Regions from separate parts of the Mus musculus genome. Here all the other regions are linked to region 2. A link is a contact called in public ChIA-PET and Hi-C data. All regions are on one chromosome and are shown on one strand. Each heading gives the region's core, a stretch centred on a gene start, on an enhancer-like site or on the middle of the called end of the contact. The rest is flanking DNA. Distances are from core to core; before and after follow the strand shown. Region 1 overlaps Wrn (Werner syndrome RecQ like helicase). Region 2 holds the start of Ppp2cb (protein phosphatase 2 (formerly 2A), catalytic subunit, beta isoform). Region 3 has its middle 10 kb from the start of Gm40486.

What was found. A called contact is a pair of places that touch in the nucleus more often than the background predicts. ChIA-PET counts read pairs in DNA pulled down with a chosen protein or histone mark.
Region 1: a contact with region 2 is called in an RNA polymerase II ChIA-PET map of memory CD8 T cells, with 48 read pairs. The contact joins the enhancer-like site here to the promoter of Ppp2cb in region 2. A contact is called at or near these places in 2 of 39 promoter capture datasets (hippocampal neurons and liver), 12 of 484 Hi-C or Micro-C datasets (the HL-1 cell line, the N1E-115 cell line, Th17 cells and 7 more), 12 of 115 datasets of contacts at active chromatin or transcription factors (DN3 thymocytes, bone marrow-derived dendritic cells, bone marrow-derived macrophages and 8 more) and 2 of 9 other capture datasets (embryonic stem cells and liver).
Region 3: a contact with region 2 is called in a Hi-C map of the G1E-ER4 cell line, with 2.0 times the contacts expected there. The contact joins the enhancer-like site here to the promoter of Ppp2cb in region 2. A contact is called at or near these places in 1 of 39 promoter capture datasets (the 3T3-L1 cell line), 3 of 484 Hi-C or Micro-C datasets (the G1E-ER4 cell line, cortical neurons and uterus) and 3 of 115 datasets of contacts at active chromatin or transcription factors (embryonic midbrain, fibro-adipogenic progenitors and pancreatic cancer cells).

Annotation. Positions count from the first base shown.
Region 1 is chr8:33,306,810-33,309,509 of GRCm38.p6, reverse strand. The region is part of intron 16 of Wrn (Werner syndrome RecQ like helicase); the gene reads left to right. Among named protein-coding and RNA genes, the nearest start is that of Wrn, 77 kb to the left of the region's middle. Within about 2 kb of position 1,294, at least 18 of the 459 cell types and tissues checked have an H3K27ac peak or open chromatin away from gene starts, as enhancers often do. A contact at or near this core is called in Th17 cells, effector CD8 T cells and memory CD8 T cells, where this site is marked.
Region 2 is chr8:33,598,252-33,600,951 of GRCm38.p6, reverse strand. It overlaps Ppp2cb (protein phosphatase 2 (formerly 2A), catalytic subunit, beta isoform), which reads right to left and starts at 1,331. Exons shown (of 7, transcript NM_017374.3): 1 at 934-1,331. The coding sequence starts at 1,035.
Region 3 is chr8:34,064,795-34,067,494 of GRCm38.p6, reverse strand. No RefSeq gene overlaps it. Among named protein-coding and RNA genes, the nearest start is that of Gm40486, 10 kb to the right of the region's middle. Within about 2 kb of position 1,369, at least 50 of the 459 cell types and tissues checked have an H3K27ac peak or open chromatin away from gene starts, as enhancers often do. A contact at or near this core is called in the G1E-ER4 cell line, fibro-adipogenic progenitors and uterus, where this site is marked.

The DNA of each region.
Region 1 (2,700 bases), core at 45-2,544, 290 kb after region 2:
TTTTGACCATGGCTAGGCATAATCAAAGGTAAGAACTCCAGGTTTGCCAGGAGTGTCTTAGGACCAAGGTTGATGCAGCTGCAGGCCTTCAGGTAGTACTGAGTGCAGACTTTGCAGGGAGACAACATTTCTTCAAATAATCTCAAAACAATTTCTCAGCCTCTACTCAGTAACCCAAACACAGCAGAGGCTTCGCTGAAACATTTCACTCAAAGCTAGGCACAAAGGCTTTACTGAACATTTCACTTCAGGCTCCTGCCTCCAGGTCTCTTCCCTGCTTGAGTTCCCACATTGGCTTCCATCAATAATGAGGATGATGTGGAAGTGTAAGCCAAATAAACCCTTCCTCCACAAGCCGCTTTGGTCATGGTAACAAAGACATGTACCCTATCACTTAATAGTGTTTCTCTTATCAGGCATCCATGGGAGGAGGGGCCCTTGGTCCTGTGAAGGCTCCATGCCCCAGTGTAGGGGAATTCGAGGCTAGGGAGGCAGGAGTCGGGGGTGGGGGGAACACCCTTATGGAGGCAGGGGGATGGGGAATGGGACAGGGGATAACATTTGAAATGTAAATAATGAAAATATCCAATATAAATAAATAAATAAATAAATAAATAAATAAGGAAATTGAAAAAAAAAAACCAAAAAGAGAGCAGACTTTTATATTTCAGTATGTGTTGAAAGCAGCAAAGAATGAGGACCTACATTAATATTTATGGAAATATATTATCACAGTGTACCTATGCTCTCTCTCTGTTAGCTCTCATTGGCATGTTTTTGCCTGTAATGGAAAACAAGTTTGATGTCCAGTCTGTAATAGCTGGAAGGTGTTCCTTCAAGCATCTCTCTATGGGTTTAGCCTTATAGATTTACCTTATAGATTTACCTTATAGATTTACCTTATAGATCTATAGCCTTATAGATCTACCTTATAGGTCAATTTCATGGTTGGATCTAAAAAACTGGTTATCAGTAACTCTGTATTCTGAGTATATTTTTTTCCACTTTCAGTGTTTATTTGTTTTAATTTATAATGATGTTAAATTAATAACTTCTGTAAGTAAATAAACATTAAGAGCCTTTGACAAGTAGTTATTACTTTTTATGAGGTAAATGGTCAGTGCTGCCGAGCTGAGGACACTGTTCAATGATTCTGTTTGCCTAGCATGCTCCAGGCCTGGCTTCAAACCTCATTCAGTTTCATTTATTTTTGTTTTTACTCCGTGTGTTGGTGTTTGTGGTCACAGGGTAACTTGAAGGAGAAGGGGAGATGGTCCTCTCCGTCAACCATGTGGGTTCTGGGCATTTGCTGTTATGCCAAAGGGAAGTGGTTTTACCCACTCCCTCTTGCTCACCTTAGACACTGTATGTTTTGTTTATTGTGCTTTTCTTCCTCCCCCCCCCTCCCTCCCTCCCTCCCTCCCTTCCTGTGAATCAGTTTAGGAGAATGATACAGGAGGATCAGATAGTCTGACCTCCCTTCTGTTTTAAAAACATACACACAAGTGAGCAAACAAAACCAGATAACACGTGTAAGTTTTTCATCACTAGAGCAGAATTGTTTGCTTTTAATAGATAAAAATATTTCCCTGGGTGATTTAGAAAAAGGGATAAGGAAAATGAAAATTATTTTTTTAAATATTTCCACTGGCCTTTGTTTGCAGGAAATAGTAAAAAGCCTACAAAAATGAATATACTTGGGATGTTATTTGTACAGTAGTCTGACATTTAACTAATCAGATTTGTCATTTTTAGGTAAATGTTACATATATTTTTTTTTAAAGTAGTCCGGGTCTATAACAGAAATAGCAAGCATACTTCATGGGGTGCCTTCCCAGGCGTACTTGTGATTGTCTTTTAACTTTGGGAATGAGACTTGAATGGCAGATGCCTAAATGAAATCTCTATAGGACCTTGGAAGACCCTTGAACTTTTGCATTCAGAGTGAATTTTGCCAAAGCTTGTCTGAACTAACTGTGCAGGTGAAAGTTCAACTCTATTAACTGCTTGTCAGATCTCTTTTAACTTAAAGTCTAGCCATGTTAATTTCTACATTCAGAATAAGTGTATGAGTAACACTGGCATTTCCGCAGTCACTCAGTGGTATAAAGTCAGCGTTTGCCTCTTCGCTTCCTTCCTTCTCGCAGTCTGAGGTCATCGGTGTAATCTCAATGAGTTGCTCTTGTTTCTTTTGTTTCCTCTCTGGATTGTGAGACCCTTGAGGTCAAGTGTACTTTGGTTACCCAGAAAAGGGTTAATTCAGTTTTCTTATTTAGATAGTGCCTCCAGCAGCTCAGGCCGGTCTTGAACTTTCTATGTGGCTGAAGAGAGCCTTGAATTCCTGCTCCTGAATTACATGCGTGTGGCTCTTAAAAGGGCTTTAAATCATAATGACCATGTAGTAATAACCGCTGAAGTATATTTTTATTAAGCTCTTTTTGGGCCCATCCTTATCTGAGTGTGTTATGTGAATGTTCTAATTTAACCTTAGAGTAGTAAGAAGTATTAGGTGCTGTTACTACCTACTGTGTTTTATTTTTGCTTATGATGCTGTTTGTGCTGCTGGTGCTGCTGGGGGTGATGGTGGTGATGGTGATGGTGGTAGTGGTGGTGATGATGTTTGTGGTGGTAGTGGTCAGTGTGTGTATGTGTGTGTATGTGTGTGTGTGTGTGTGTGTGTGTGTGTGTGTGTGTGTGTGT
Region 2 (2,700 bases), core at 82-2,581:
ACGGCTCTACTAGAAGAAAGAAACTCTCCTGTGCTAAGTACTTATTCAACCCACAAAGGCCCTGGTCAACTTGAAAAGCGCACCAAGAGCCATCTATCACTCCCCACCCCAAGTAAGGAGTGCCTGTTATCAGACGGATAAACAAAATCCTTTGGTAGGATCCTAACTTCTGGGGAAAAAAATGTAGACTCTGACTTGAATACTTAGCTCCGTTACTCTCTCGCAGGGCTCTTGAACATGGGGAAGCGAGTTAGCCCACAATAAAAAAGAGGAATGAAAAAAAAAAAGACTCTAAATAAGATGATATAAGCAAAAAAAAAAAAAAAAAAAAAAAACCCAAAAACCTAGCGGTTAATAAACCAATAGATACACACACATGTCTGAAAGCTGAGAAGACACGATCAAAAAGGGATTACCTAATCCATTACCTGCAAGCTATAGCGTGGGGTCGGGAGGGATACACAGGGTTAAAAAAAAAAAAAAGGAAGTAACTTTCTGTAACGTGGCCGGTTCTAAATAGCACCTATCCCAGTTAACGTTGCCAGTAAGCACCGTTTCCAAATTCAGCACCTGCTGTCTTCTTCCTGAAAAAGACGTCCCTCTCCATAGCCACTCGGCCGCCCAGACCAGCCTTCAGTCATCTGCCTCCGCCAAACCCAGGCTGGGAGAAGGCTCGGCCTGCCATCACGCCCACTAGTGTGCAAACAAAAGCTCCTTGCACTCCGTGGATCACCTGCGAGCGATCGACGCCACACTAACCACCGCTCGGTGTTAACGACTTTCAGGGCAGTTGTCCGTGGAGCCCGGGGACTGCAGCAGCCTGGTTTTCGGGGCGTGGGGTGGGGTCCCGCACCCCGTCCCCTACTCCAGCCGGGGGCCAGGGCCCGTTTCCCCCCCCGACCCCTGCGCGCGCCTCCGCGGCGGGCCGCCTACCTTCTCGCACAGCGTCCGCACTTGGTTCTCGTTCAGCTGCTTACACTCGTTCAGCTGCTCCACCCACTGGTCCAGCTCCTTGGTGAACGCCTTGTCGTCCATGGCGGCGAGCCGCGCGTCCCCGCCGCCTCCCCCGCCGCCGGCCCCCGGCGGGACCACCGAGCCGCGGAGCGCGCAGCCCGCGCCCCGCCCAAGCCCAGCGGGCAGCCGCGGGCCCCGGCCTCCGGGAGCGCCCGCCCCGCCCGGCCCCGGCCACGCGCCTGGGGCGCGGCGAAGGGCTTACGGCTCGGAGCGCAGAGCGCGGCGCAGCTCGGCTCGGCTCCGGCCCGACGGCGCCCGCCCGCCCGCTGCCACCCGCAGGCCTCTCCGCGCTCTGGCCACGGCCCTCTCGCTCTTTCTCTTCCCTCCCTCCGGGTTTCCGTCATCGCCCCGGCATTTCCGCCGGGAAAAGGCGAGTGGGCGGCGCCGCCGGGCCCGGCGCACGAGGAGGGGAGCAGCGCCCTCGCGCGGCCCGGCGGAGAAACGGTCCCCTTGCATCCTTCCCCCGGTCCTCCTGCCCACTCTGCCCTTGGGGAATCCGGTTCTCGCCTTGGACCTCTCTCCGCACAGGGCATTGAGACTGTTGGGCTTTTCCCTCAACCTTTCACTACCCTAGAGCATGCACTAAATATTTATTGAGTAAATTTCTACTCTTAGCAGTAATTCATTGCGTAGCCTTGAATCTCAGACCCTTTCTGTCTATATCAGAAAGATAACTTTTAACAAAGGATGTATTTACGTTTATGTCACGTGTGTACAGGTGCCTTGGGAGGACAGAAGAGAGTATTGGCTCTCCAGGAGCTGGAGTTGGTGGTATATGGTGCTAGAAACCAAATTTAGGGCATCTGTAAGAGTAGCACACATTCTTCATTCTTTCTTTCTTTCTTCTTCTTCTTCTTCTTCTTCTTCTTCTTCTTCTTCTTCTTCTTCTTCTTCTTCTTCTTCTTCTTCTTCTTCTTCTTCTTCTTCTTCTTCTTCTTCTTCTTCTTCTTCTTCTTCTCCTCCTCCTCCTCCTCCTCCTCCTCCTCCTCCTCCTCCTCCTCCTCCTCCCCCCCCCCCTCCCCCTCTCCTTCCCCTCCTCTTCCTTCTTTCTTCTTTCTTCTTCTCTTGGTTTTTTTCAACACAGGGTTTCTCAGTGTAGCCTTGGCTGTCCTGGAACTCATTCTGTTGACCAGGCTGACTTCGAACTCAGAGATCCACTTGCCTCTGCCTCCCAACTGCTGGGGTTAAAGGTGTGCACCACTACCACCAAGCTGTGTTTATCCTAACCTCAGCTAATCTCTTTAAACCATGAAATGATTTTTAAATTTTTCTGTGGCCATTCCATCTTATCATTCTTTGTTGTGACTACTATGATGCCTTGGCTGTAATTAGTGATCTTTATATAACAGGGGCTAGATACCGAGACCTTTAAAGCTGTGCTCACAGACCCTATTTCCTGGGTCTGAAACATGTACGGCTGCTTCTGCTGTTCGCAAGTGCTCAACAGCGTCATGGTTCCTGAGTTGGTTTTGTCAATTTCTCAGCTTGAAGCAATCCCCAAACTGCCTCTAGCTGCAGATTTGTCATTAGTTGAAATAAGTAAGCACAAAATCTTGTCAGTTGTGTGAGTACATGGACTTTGTGAAGTAGATGATCTCCAGTTTTAGGTGGGCTCTGGGCATCACACTCAGGCTTGTAGGCAAAGTACGCTGCCCCCCAGCCATCTCTGCAGACCTTGTTTATTTT
Region 3 (2,700 bases), core at 120-2,619, 470 kb before region 2:
TCTACAGAGTGAGTTCCAGGACAGCCAGGGCTACACAGAGAAACCCTGCCTCGAAAAACCAAAAACCGAAAAAAAAAAAAAAAAAAAAAAAAAAAAGAGTGCCCAGGGCCTCAAGAGGAGGAAAAAAGACAGAGTCAGACACCTTGAAACTGGAGTTGAAGTCACTCCGTGAATGCTGGGAATTAAACCCCAGTCCTTTGAAAGAGCAGTGAGCGCTCTTAACCACTGAGCCATCTCTCCAGCCACTCTGAGAGTTACCAGGCTGGTTTTTAGAAGCATCTCCCCCATCCCCAAAACTGAAGAAGAGCCCTGCCGCTGCCCTGGGATGCCTTCTTCTAGTCTGAGGAGATTCTGATTCTTGACAATGCTTTGAGAGAGTTTGTGAACGAAAGTGTTTTGTTACAGCCGGGTGTGGGTCCAGCACTTGGGAGGCAGAGGCAGGCAGATTTCTGAATTCGAGGCCAGCCTGGTCTACAGAGTGAGTTCCAAGACAGCCAGGGCTACACAGAGAAACCCTGTCTCGAAAAAGAAAACAAAACTAAACTAAAAAAAGAAAAAAGAAAAAAAAGAAAGAAAGTTTTTTGTTTATTTTTCAGCTTTCATTTTTTTTCTTTTTTTTTTTTTAAAGATTTATTTATTGATTATATGTAAGTACACTGTAGCTGTCTTCAGACACTCCAGAAGAGGGTGCTAGATCTCGTTACAGATGGTTGTGAGCCACCATGTGGTTGCTGGGATTTGAACTCTAGACCTTTGGAAGAGCAGTCGGGTGCTCTTACCTGCTGAGCCATCTCACCAGCCCTCATTTTTTTTTCTTAATCAAATAACTCAACAATGTCATGACTAACTCCACTGATAGAAATGAGAGAGAGAGAGGGAGAGGGAGAGAGAGAGAGAGAGAGAGAGAGAGAGAGAGGCCAAGCTGTGGAAACAGATAAGGAAATGACAGGAGGAGAGAAGAGAAAGGACCAGAGAGACATCTTACGGCTTGACATGATCAAAGGACAGAAACACATCTATAAAAAGGAGAAACTGGACCCCGAGCTTCAATCAACCTTCTAGAGCAAAACCAGATCCTGAGCCATCCCTCCTCCATTGGAGGAGGGCTGCTTCAGCACCGCCGCCACCGTGGCCGGCCCAGAGCACTTCTCTGTTATTGTTAGTCGTCGTCTGTCCCCCCCCCCGACCCCCCCCCCCCGGCTGTGTCTATCGTTGTTGGGTTTTAGTGCTTCCTAAGTGTGGATTCAGATTTTTAACAGCTGCTTCCTTGATCTCTAAAAAGTGAAGACATTTTTGGCTGAACAGTTTGACTGATTCAAGCTGCAGAATTCCAAACGGCCAGCAGGGGTCAATCAACTAACGTGATATTTTCCCCCCTAACTTTTAAAAAAAAAAAAAAGTTCCATGGAATCTAGGTGGCAGCAATGGAAGTCCTCCTTCACCTGCGCTTGCTTCACGGGCTGTTCAGAGATGTTCTAACATAGTCTTTCTTTCCTTCCATTCATCTTTCCTTTCTTTCTTCCGTCTTTTTTTTTTTTTTTTTTTTTTTGCCATGCTGGGATCAAACTAAGGGCCTGCCTCCTACCTATATGCCAGGCAAACACTCTACTTCCAAGACTACAGCCCATTCCATCACTCACTTTTTACCGCCTGTCTCTTCCCTCCCTTCCAGCCCAGCACCCATTGAATTATCAAAGGCTCCTTGAACACTTCTCATCTATAAGATGCTATGTTTGATGTTTGGGGTATGGAGACAAAAAGGGGACCAGTGATTTCTTCTCTGCTCTAGAGAACTGTCTCCTGTTTGGCCGCAAGGCTAGATGGCTAGAGTAAAGCATTGGTAACATGGCTACGATCCCAACTCTTGGCTTGAAGAAGACGCAACTGACCAGAGCTGAGTGGTCCAGGCTGCTGGCGCTGTTGAGCTCCTTTGGGTCATTTAGGGACGTGGCTCCTTCCCATCATGTTGCATCACAGTTCCTAGGATGTTGTTCTTGGCTGAGTGGTCAAAGCTGGGTCATGACCACCTTATATTTGGTCCAGAAAAAGGGGAAGAGAAAAAGCAGACAGCAAACTGTTTCCCCTTAAGCAATAAGCATGGATGTCACGCTTATCTCTTCTATCCATAAACTAGGGTGGGGACCTAGTCATATGTTTGGCCTTGGCCACAAGGAAGTCTGGGAAATGTAGTCATTTGTTAGGTTGTGATATGCCTAAGGTGTTATTAGTAGTAGGGAATAGCTAGTATCTTATCAGGAACCTCTCCTTCCCTCCCCACTTTCTCTGACTCACAAAGAAAACAAAAAAACAAAAAAATCTTCATATCTTTTTTTTTAAAGATTTATCTATTTATTATATGAAGGTGCACTGTTGCTGTCTTCAGACACCCCAGAAGAGGGCACCAGATCCCATTACAGATGGTTGTGAGCCACCATATGGTTGCTGGGATTTGAACTCAGGACCTCTGGAAGAGCAGTCAGTGCTCTTAACCGCTGAGCCATCCCTCCAGCCCCTTTCATATCTTTTGATACTGCTACCAATTGTAACTTCACCGTCACCATTTAGAAACCGTCGTTCATAGGAACTGGTGGCGAATAGAATATCCTTCAGGGGCTGGTGAGATGGCTCAGTGGGTAAGGGCACCCGACTGCTCTTCCGAAGGTCCGAAGTTCAAATCCCAGCAACCACATGGTGGCTCAC